Linked DNA regions of Pan troglodytes: region 2 is linked to region 1. The links are chromatin contacts, called in public Hi-C maps. All regions are on one chromosome and are shown on one strand. The core of a region is the stretch at or near the end of the contact, and the rest is flanking DNA. Distances in the headings are between cores, read along the strand shown.

What was found. Hi-C and Micro-C count contacts between places; a contact is called where the count stands out from the background.
Region 2: a Hi-C map of induced pluripotent stem cells shows a contact between it and region 1, with 3 times the contacts expected there. The contact joins two enhancer-like sites. A contact is called at or near these places in 4 of 7 Hi-C or Micro-C datasets (blood, induced pluripotent stem cells and stem cell-derived neural progenitor cells) and 1 of 1 other capture datasets (stem cell-derived neural stem cells).

The regions. Positions count from the first base shown.
Region 1 is chr6:121,037,368-121,042,570 of NHGRI_mPanTro3-v2.0_pri, forward strand. The region is part of intron 4 of ATXN7L1 (ataxin 7 like 1); the gene reads right to left. Among named protein-coding and RNA genes, the nearest start is that of EFCAB10, 71 kb to the left of the region's middle. Within about 2 kb of position 2,349, at least 4 of the 24 cell types and tissues checked have an H3K27ac peak or open chromatin away from gene starts, as enhancers often do. A contact at or near this core is called in induced pluripotent stem cells and stem cell-derived neural stem cells, where this site is marked.
Region 2 is chr6:121,411,168-121,416,370 of NHGRI_mPanTro3-v2.0_pri, forward strand. It overlaps CDHR3 (cadherin related family member 3), which reads left to right. Exons shown (of 19, transcript XM_063815524.1): 18 at 1,884-1,932; 19 at 3,489-4,162. The coding sequence ends at 1,899. Among named protein-coding and RNA genes, the nearest start is that of CDHR3, 71 kb to the left of the region's middle. Within about 2 kb of position 2,649, at least 10 of the 24 cell types and tissues checked have an H3K27ac peak or open chromatin away from gene starts, as enhancers often do. A contact at or near this core is called in induced pluripotent stem cells and stem cell-derived neural stem cells, where this site is marked.

The DNA.
Region 1 (5,203 bases), core at 1,099-3,598:
ATAACACACCTTCAGTAAACTGGGGAAATGTGGTCAGACCACACAGTTACCGGGTGAGTGGTCCTGGCAGCAGAGACAAAAGAAAAATGGGTTAGCAGGGCTCAATTTCAGCCTAGAGTGATACCATGCAGAGCTCGACAGGGACCCACTGCCGGCCAAGAAGGTCATAGTGTCTTCATCAGTGACTTGGATGATGGGCCAAGACTTTGCTCCTCAATTGGGTTAGGAGATGATTAGCTGCTGAGAACAATGATGTGAGATTTCCTCCTGAGTCAGTTAGGTGGGAGGAAAAATGAACAAGCTGACTTGGAAGAATTGTAAAAATGGCCAGAAGCAAATCAAATAAAATCAGGGAGACCAAGTATGACTGAATTGAAGGTCTGTGCCTTGTCAATATTCTGGCAAATTTATAGAATGTGGAGTGCTGGAAGATAGTTTATAAGGCTTAGATAAGGCTTAGAAATATAGGCTTTCAAATCAGACCAACCTAGACTCAAATCCTGCCTTTTCTGTTGCTGGATGCATTACGGTATCACAGCCTTCTGGCTACCCGGTTTCAGGGCCTCAGTGAGTTTATCAGGACTCTAAGAATGAGAAAGAGGACACCTGGCCTGGCAAGGAGTGAGTGCTGGTTTCAGTCCTGCCTTGGTGGGGTGGTCTCACGCAGTGCAAAGCCCACACAAACATATGTGGCTGCCCTGCCTAACTTATCTCAGGCCTTCATGGCTCCATGCCTCAGTTTCCTTATCAGTCAAATGAAGATAGTAAGAGATATTTGGAGTGATTAAATGAGGTAGTAGATACCAAGTGCTTAGCATAGTGCCAGGCACATAGCAGACTCTCGATAAACTGTAACTAAACCAAAAGGGCACAGAGGATCCCAGCATCTGCTCTCATCCACCTGATACTTGTAAGGTATATATGTGGGGTGCAAATCATGGTCACCATCAGAAAACTTCTGCTTCCTTAGTCCCTTCTGGTCCCACCATGGAAGGAGGGGTGGACAGGGTGGAGGCAGAAGCACCAGCAGAGGGTGGGAGCAGCAGCCTTCCACATTCATGCAGAGTAGAGGACTCCTTCTGGGTGAGGCAGTGAGGAAGAAAAGCAGAACGAGGTGGGGCCAGATTCAATGGCCCTTTTCCAGGACCTGTCAGCCCTACTTCACAAGCCCACCTGCTTCTCCATCTCTAGTATTCTAGGCACTGCTTAAGCCTGGACTAGTGGTTAAAGGTCCCATCTGTATAGGACATTCTGGAAGAGGAGTAAGGAGGAACTCCAGCCTCCTCATGCACAAACATGTTGTCTCCTGCAATCCTGAAGTATGTTAGGCATTGGGGCTCTCTGCTGGTTCTAAGATGCCTCCCAGAGAAATAACTCTATAAGCCCCCCTCTAGGCTGCTCCAATTTTCTGGAAGCAGGAGGCCCCAGCGCATGTCTCCCTGCTGGTCTGTTAGTCTCTCTTGTACTTCTGTTATTCATGGCTTCCCAGGGCATGGAGCTCAGAAGGTGGTCTCCAAACCTGCTGGGAGAATAAGGAGTGCTAAGTGTCCTGACATTCCTGGGGAGTCTTAGTGCCCTAGGACTGTGAACAAGTCAGCAAGTCAGAGAAGAGGAGAAGATAAAAAAGGAAAAATCGAGCCCTCATGCAGTAGGGCATAGGATGCTGCACAGGCTGCCTTTGGGACCAGCTGTGTCTGCAGCAGTGTAGCCTTGGGCAGGGAGTCCAGGAGGGTTTTAAGGATAACCCTAGACCTAATCAACTGCACCTGCTCAGTGCCTTTCCTCTGCAAATGAGAACGAAGAGCCACACAATTCCAATGAATGGCCATTGAAATTCACATCAATAAGGAAATGGTATCAGAGCCTGGGAGGGCAGGAATTGAGAACGTAGAGATTAGGAGGCAATTTGATTCTGCAGGGAGCCCTGGTGCAGGGTGAGGCAGAGCCCCAAGCACCCTGTCCCCAGCACTGGCCCAGAACAGGCTCCGCTCAGGAGCAACAAGCGGGAGCACTCCCCTCGGCAGCCACCAGAGGTCATTGGTTCCTGCTGTTCGAGCTGTAGGCTGCTCTGCAGTGCCTTCCAGCCAGTACAGCCCAGACAGTTACTGTTTCCCAACAGTCCCGGAGGAAACCCTGACCCCAAGGGGAGACAGGGCAACTCCTTACAGAACACCCTCCATCCCCCTGCCAGGAAGGCTGGGAGCTGGCACCTTGAGCAGAGACCCTGGGCTCCCATCCTAAGCCTTTGGCCTTCAAGAAGCTTTTTCTGAGCACGCTGAAAGATGAGGAAATGGCAAAGCATCTCAGGCTACTTATCAGTGCTCCAGCTTCTGGCCAGGTACCCTGACACCTGCTGCTCCCAGTTTCCTGCCAGAGGAAAAGCCCTCAGGAGCACCTTCCCTCCCCCAGGCATCACTCACTCACTCTGCTTTTTCCTTTTTTGTATTAGAATCCAGTTCTGGGCAGGCAGCCTACACCTGAACCACCTCCATCCAGAAAACAAAGCACATTTTCTTTTTAAACCCTCAAGGGTTTATTCTGAATGGCATTTTTGCCATATTAAAAAAAAAAGTTTATCTTCACACTGACCTACAGCAAACTCAGGATATTCTTTGTCCCAAATTAAATAGACTTTTTCTTTTTTAATCTCTATGTTAGCAATATCAGGCTGGGCATGGTGGCTCATCCCAGCACTTTGGGAGGCTGAGGTGGGTGGATCACTTGAGGTCAGGAGTTGGAGACCAGGCTGTCCAACATCATGAAACCCCGTCTCTACTAAAAATACAAAAATTAGCCAGGCGTGGTGGTGTATGCCGGTAATCCCAGCTACTTGGGAGGCTGAGGCAGGAGAATTGCTTGAACCCAGGGGATGGAGGCTACAGTGAGCCGAGATCGTGTCACAGCACTCCAGCCTAGAAGCCAGGGAGAGACTCTGTCTCAAACAAACAAAAACAACAACAACCAAAAAACTCTATGTTAACAATATCAGCATCCAGTTAGAAACCAGCTCTTCCCTGAAATTCAGTCACTCACAAGTCAGTCTGACCAAAGTCCACCTCTTAAACAGCTGTTAAAATGTCCAGGCCTCAGCATCGCTTGCAACCTTTCTGGCTTGGCCTCTCTGTGTGTTCTAATCTGTTTGCACTCAGCCACCAACGCAAATCTGACCATGAAAGTCTTTGTGGGCTGCCCAAGGCCCAGAGGTCCAAGTGTAACCTTCACAGCCTGGCCCACCCCACCCCTCCTGCCCCAGCCACCTTCTCCTGTAGCCTCGGTGGACTTCTCACTTCTCCTTGAACACCAGTGCTCCGGCCTGGCTCTGTGCCTTTCTGTGGGCCGGGCTCTCCTGCTGGTGTGCCCTCCCCCATTCTCCGGGTGAACACTCCCCCATCTGTCCAGATCCAGAGGAAACATCCTCTTCTCTCCCAGTGCCTGCTGTTCCTTCCTAGGTGTTTCTGCTGCACTCATCATGTCCTATGGCAAGGTTTTATTTCTACATCTATGTGTCCTGACCAGACTGTGAGCTGCCTGACGATGGGAACCCTGTCCCAGTATACATGTCGCTCTGGAATTATCCCAGCAGCCTATACATTATCTAGCATTTAGGAAGGGCTCGATAAATGTTTGATGAATGAATTAATGTTCTCAGTGGAGGTTAAATCACATAACACAATAAAAACCAAACTGGCACCCCACCAATGCTTGGTAAGAACAAATGCTTTAGGTGGGGATCAGGCTGTGCTGCCTCTCCTCTTCTGAGAAGAGACTGGGCAATGACAAAGGTGAAGTGTCCGCTCATAGCGGCACATGCTGCACACCTACCATGCATGAGCAGTGAGTTATGCACTCACGTGCAATACCGTGTTTAATCTCTATCCCCAATTTCATAGATGTGGAGCCTGAGGCTGAGAAAGGTTTGCCCCAGGTCATTCCACAAAATGAAGGGCAGAGAGAGCTTGACGTCAGGCAACACCGAGGGTGGTGCTCTTTACTGTAGCACTGGAAGCCAGAAGGCCAGGGGTCAAGTCTCAGCTCCTCTGCTGTCCCACTGTGTATGTAATCTCAGCCCATCGCTTCATCTCTTTGGGCTCTGTTTTCTTATCTTCACCACAAAATAGTCTTTAGGCTCAAATAGGATTGGGCTAACAAAACATCTAAAAATCATAATGAGCTATGCAGCTATGAAGGACCATGGTTACTAATCTCTGTGGCTCATCCCTCTTCTTTCCTTCAGGCCATTTTTTTTTTTTTGAGACGGAGTCTTGCTCTGTTGCCCAGGTTGGAGTGCAGTGGCACAATCTCAGCTCACTGTAACCTCTGTCTCCCAGGTTCAGGAGATTCTTGTGCCTCAGCATCCCAAATAGCTGGGATTACAGGGACACACCACTACGCCTGGCTAATTTTTTTTTTTTTTGTATTTTTAGTAGAGACAGGATTTCACCACATTAGTCTTGAACTCCTCACCTCAAGCGATCTGCCCGCTTCGGTCTCCCAAAGTGCTGGGATTACAGGCGTGAGCCACAGTGACTGGACACTTCAGGCCATTTTCTTCCTTCCCCAGCTGTCTTGGTCTTACTTTCCCTCCCAAAGCTGGATTCCCTATTTCTGAGCACTTCTGTGACTTCACGAGGTTGGCTGCGTTTACACCCAAGGAGCTGTCCATTGTCCTTACCTTTGCTCATCTGAAAACCCAGTGAGCAGGCAGCCTTAGATGTTTAAATTCCCACGGCCTCCCTGTCCTGGAAGGGACACTCTGCCCCCGCCCGCAGCCCCCACATGCTTCAATATTCTGGTCTGTCTACCTTCCCACCCTCTCTTACCCCTTCCCTCTGAAGTCCATTACAAAAACATTAAACTTCTACTCTGTAGGCAAACAAGTGGGAGCCATCAAAGAGTTGTGAGCAGAACGGGCTCACATCACTCTTGGGGTGTGTGTGGGGTGGACTGGAGGATGGGCAGAGTGAGGGGCAAGGAGGCCAGGGAGAGGCAACTGCAAGAATCCTGCTGAGGAATGCAGGGCAGTCACAGGGGTAGGGTCCTTGCAGTGTCTGCGGCTCCTTGGGTTGCTCGTATTTCACAGCCTGAGACGACTCCCTGTGTCTTCAGGGAGCCATCAATCCTGAGCCTTGGTCTTGCCCCCAGTTCATGCCAGCACCAGGCAGGAAGAGATAAGCCGCCCAGTTTCTCCCACAGGCATCTGGCC
Region 2 (5,203 bases), core at 1,399-3,898, 370 kb after region 1:
GTGAGATTTAAATTTTCTTTCTTTCTTTCTTTCTTTCTTTCTTTCTTTCTTTCTTTCTTTCTTTCTTTCTTTCTTTCTTTCTTTTAAAGACACAATTTCACTCTGTTGCTCAGGCTGGAGTGGAGTAGCACAATCTCGGCTCACTGCAACCTCTGCCTCCTAGACTCAAGTGATTCTCATGCCTCGGCCTCCCAAGTAGCTGGGATTACAGACACGTGCCACCACGCCTGGCTAATTTTTTGTATTATTAGTAGAGATGGGGTTTCACCATGTTGGCCAGGCTGGTCTTGAACTCCTGACCTCAAGTGATCCACCCACTGTGGCCTCCCAAAGCGCTGGGATTATAGGCATGAGCCACTGCGCCCAGCTGATTTAAACTTTCTTTGCTCTTCCACTACCTTGCAGAAAAGTGACAGAGAAAGGGCCCTCCCTGGTCCGGGGTTGGCTCTACCCACTTAGCCTTATCACCTCGGGGACTTCCTTGGCCTCTCTGAGCTTTAGGTTCCTCACCTGTAAAATGGGGGTGAGGATATCTGCCCTGAGATAACAGATGGAGAAATAGTTTGAAAATTGTTAAGTGTCACACAAATGCAAAGTGTTACAGGATAGCTGGAAAGTTCCCTCTCCTCCACCTCTGTCTCTGTCTCTCTCTCTCTCTCTCTCTCTCTCTTTGACAGAACCTTATCTACCCCCTGGGAAGTGAAGTGAAGGAACTTGAAGGTGGCTCCCTCCAGCTCTTCCCTACCCCCACGAATAAGGCTTTGTCATGGTCCAAGCTTCATGAATTTGTTGCATAATTCAATGGCTCCTCCAATGAGGAAGTCAGTGCAGGGCACTGGAATTTTGGCTTCAGGCACATCCATCCCCTAAGTCTTCTATGTTCTGGCCAGTGTACAAACAGGAAGAAGAGGCAGTCTCAGGTCTCCTGGGTCTTATTGTCTAAGGCGAGTACCCTTGGGGATGCCACTTAGCGATTGCTCTAGAACTATGTAATATTAAATTAGTCTATTAAATAAATACCCATGACCACAAACAGTGGGGCTGCTTAGCTGGTCAAATTGATGAAGGCCATATAATCCCCATTTCCTCTCTCTTCAGAGTTGGGGAGTTGTGGGGAACTAGGTAGGGGATCCTTTAAGTGATAAAAACTGGAGATTGGAAAGCTTGCTAAACTCCAAAAACAATCCTTGTTACTGTGCTAGTGACCCTGACTTTGGCACCTCTAGAGGGCAGCATGTGAGGGAAGGGGGTGTTTCTATGGGGACAAGGGACAGGTGCATTAGGCAGAAGTCAGGTCCTGGAGGGTGGCACCAAGGACAGATCAGGGAAGAGAAAAGACCTGGAGCACAGGGCTTAGGTGAGGCCCAGATGTGACACTGCATTGGCCTAGGCAAGGGGAGGCCGCGGGGGAGGGCCAGAGTGCCAGGGCCAGAGGTACGGACACCTAGGAGCTCACCTGTGTCCACCTTGACAATGCCTGACAGCAATTCACTGACACAACGTAGGTCTTAGCCATGCTGTGTGGCATTTCCACTCTTCCTTCTACGCTCAGATTTTATTTACTCAGGATGCTTCCTTAACCCCCAAGTGTGGTTTAAATGTCCCCTCTACCCCTACCTGTGCCCCATAACACCCTACATCTCCCCATCATAGCCTTATTACTCTGCATTGCAGCACCTGTTTGTAATTGGCAAGCTTTGTACAGGCAGTGACTATGCCTGCCTTGTTCACCACTGTGTCCTCTGCATCTATCACAGTGCCTAATTAAAGACTTAGAAGTCAAGAAGGCTTTGGTTAAGGAACTTGGGTTGTGAGGATGCGTAGCTTTGTCTGGGGGAAGGAATGTAGGATTGTGTTTGATGCTGTCTCTGTCTTCTCCTTAGGAAACTATCCAGATGAACACTATCTTTGATGGAGAAGCCATAGATCCAGGTAATTAAGTGGCAATACTACTGTAAGAATGCTTTTTATATTCCAGACTGGTAGAAGCATGGAGGATCTTATCCAATTACCTGCTTTTAGCTCATTTTGTCAATCCGTTTGGCTATGTTGCCTATATAGTGCTGACTCTTCTAGGCTAAATACAACGTGAGATCAGCTGTGAACCCAGCTGGCTAGCAGATGCTCAAGTACAGGGTCACACTTACGTGAGGCCTCAGTGGGTCTCCACCTAAAGGCTCACGTTCAAGGGCCATGCCTCTTTCTTGCCTCCCTTCCTAAATTACAAACCAGTTGAGGGAACTGGTGAATCCAGGAATCCACATTTTTTTTCCTGCTGTTTGGTACTGATTGCCCCCCCAGCCCATCCACATTCTTCCTGGATGCTTCTAATAGCATTTTATTAGTAGTGGAAGATACAGAGAAATGGCAAGTGTAGTTTCTTTTTTCCCTAGATCAGGGCCAAGAATTTCCTCTTGGTCGGCAAGATGAACATAAGGTAGAGCTGGCCTCCAGAGCTCTCATCACCCCCGTGAAATCAGCTCCAAATTTAGCTCCTTTACACTCATCCCTCTGCTTACAAAGGCTCAATTATAGACGTGAATAAAGGGAAGGAAACCAAATTCAGGAGGCAAGTGTGTTGGCTTCCTGCCACCCTCATATGCAAACGGCACCAGTCCTCCTCCTAAGGAGGATGGCTCCTCTCCAGTGAGAGGCTGCCGCAGCCGCTGCTGCTGCTGCTGCTGGAATTAAATTTCCCTCTATTATTAGGTGCTTGTTACCATAATGTGCCCACATTAGCATAAGTGCTGGTGGGATCCTGAGCTGAGAGGCCACTCATGCTGTATGGAAAAGACAAGGAGCAAGGGCTTGCCTTAAACCTGATCTTCCAGAGCAAAAGGCTCTTCCAGAGCAAAAGGGGGGATTTTTGTGTTTTTGTGTAGTTGAGAGAAAAAAAAAAAAAGAAAGACATGAACCAACTGGCCTAAATCAATTAGCGTCTGCTGGCTCGGACACAATAAAAATGGCTTCCTTGCATCATCTCAAGCGGGACCAGATTTTTGTATCTATGTCTACAAATTGCTGCTAACCTAACATAAATAAAAATCAGCCTTTTCCTTCTCACTTGGTGAATTCCTTTTTATAGCAGGAATTCAGGGGTCTTTTAAAACAAACAAAATGAATCAGAAAGTAACGGGTAATCCCATTAGAGATTGAACCTAATTTATCCAAAGCTTGCATGGAGTTCAAGAGTTACATGGCCTTCTCATCCTGCAATTGAGATGTCCTTGAGACGCTCCTAAGCCTTTCTATCCAGAGAGGTTTGCTGTTTGCTACCTGTGTGGTCCGAGCAGCACGGCTTGTGGCAAGGGCAGGCTGGTGGAGATTGTGGGGCTATTCACACACCTACTGTCTGTGTCAGTGATTCACACCTTCTAGTGTGCTTCATCTTCCCTTGGGAGTCAGAACAGAGCAGGGTAGAAGTGGGGGAAGAGACAGTCATTGGAATTTTCTGGCTTATGTGATTGTTGTATTTTTTTTTTCACTAGTGACCGGGGAAACATATGAATTCAACTCAAAAACTGGAGCCAGAAAGTGGAAAGATCCACTAACCCAAATGCCAAAATGGAAAGAGTCCAGCCACCAGGGAGCTGCCCCACGCAGAGTCACTGCTGGGGAAGGGATGGGGTCACTGAGAAGTGCCAACCGGGAAGAAGATGAGCTGAGTGGCAAAGCATGGGCTGAGGATGCTGGTCTGGGTTCCAGAAATGAGGGTGGCAAGCTGGGCAACCCAAAGAACAGAAATCCAGCCTTCATGAACAGGGCTTCCCCCAAACCACACCCAGGAAAGTAAACGGGGTCTAAGGAGGGGCCTGTCAATCACTGAGATGCTGCCTCACCCTAAATTCTATGGGGACGGTGTGGGCATGGTGTAGGGGGGAAAATGTGGGCTGAGGGGACTCAGACATCCAGGGTCAAACATGGGATGTTTGACAAATTTTTAAACAAATAGAAAGGGGTTTGATCACATAGTTGCGTGTTCTGAAATGATACAGGAACACTTTCTATCAGATTTCAGAACTACCTGTGCTTCTGATCAGCAAGACTGTTAACTTTGGGGTGTGGAATTGTTGTGTTTCTTCTTTGCATTGACTGCTAGGAAGCTCTATTCTGTTCACCATAGAAAGTTCATAGGAATTCCTGACATAAATAGTGAAGACTATCCTTACATCTGGTTTCCACCTTATTTTCCTGCCCTCGTTTTAACATCACCCAGATTTCTTCAGTTATAAATATGCCATACACCTTTGTAAGTCACCTCAAATCTTCTTCAAAAGAAGCAGAACAGTGAAAAAACAGATGAGTAAGTTAAGAGTTGGTCATCTGGAAAGAAGAAAACTCAGTAGGCACCTTCTTTTGTTTTTTCTTGTGGTGTCCGGATCAGCATCCTGCATGTGAGATTCATCCACGTTGTCCTGTCTAGCAGTAGTTCAGTTCTCTTCATGGTTATGTCTGATTTCATTCTATGATTATATCACAATTTATCTATTCTACACTTGGGTGGCAGCTGCTTCAGATTTTTTACTTTTAAAAAATATACTTAAAAGTGAACTACAGGCAGGGCATGATGGCTCATGCCTGTAATGCCAGCACTTTGCCAAGGTGGGCAGATCACCTAAGGTCAGGAGTTCAAGACCAGCCTGGCCTAGATGGCAAAACCCTGTCTCTACTAAAAAATACAAAAGTTAGCTTGGTGTGGTGGTGGGCACATGTAATCCCAGCTACTTGGGAGGCTGAGGTAGGGAGAACTGCTTAAACCTGAGAGGTGGAGGTTACAGTGAGTTAAGATTGTGCCACTGCACTCTAGCCTGGGTGACAAAGCAAGACTCCATCTCAGAAAAAAAAAAAAAAAAGTGAATTACAACACTATGAACTTTCTTGTACATGTCTTTTGGTGAACATAAACACTCACTTTTTTGCTCATATATCTAAGAGTGGGATTGCTGGAGCAATTGCTGGATGCTGCCAAAGAGTTCCAAAGTGGTGGCTCTGATTCACATTCCAGCAGCAAACACTGAGAGTTGCAATTGCTCTCTATCCTTGTCAACACTTGGGATTGTCAATCCTTTTAACTTTAGCCATTCTGGTTAAAATTACTATTGAAGTGAAATCACTTTTTCCTCAAAGCTGAAACACCATCAGCCTTACAACCTACCTGCCTTGCTCCTTCCCACTTCCTATGATTGGAAGGAACTGCAGGACT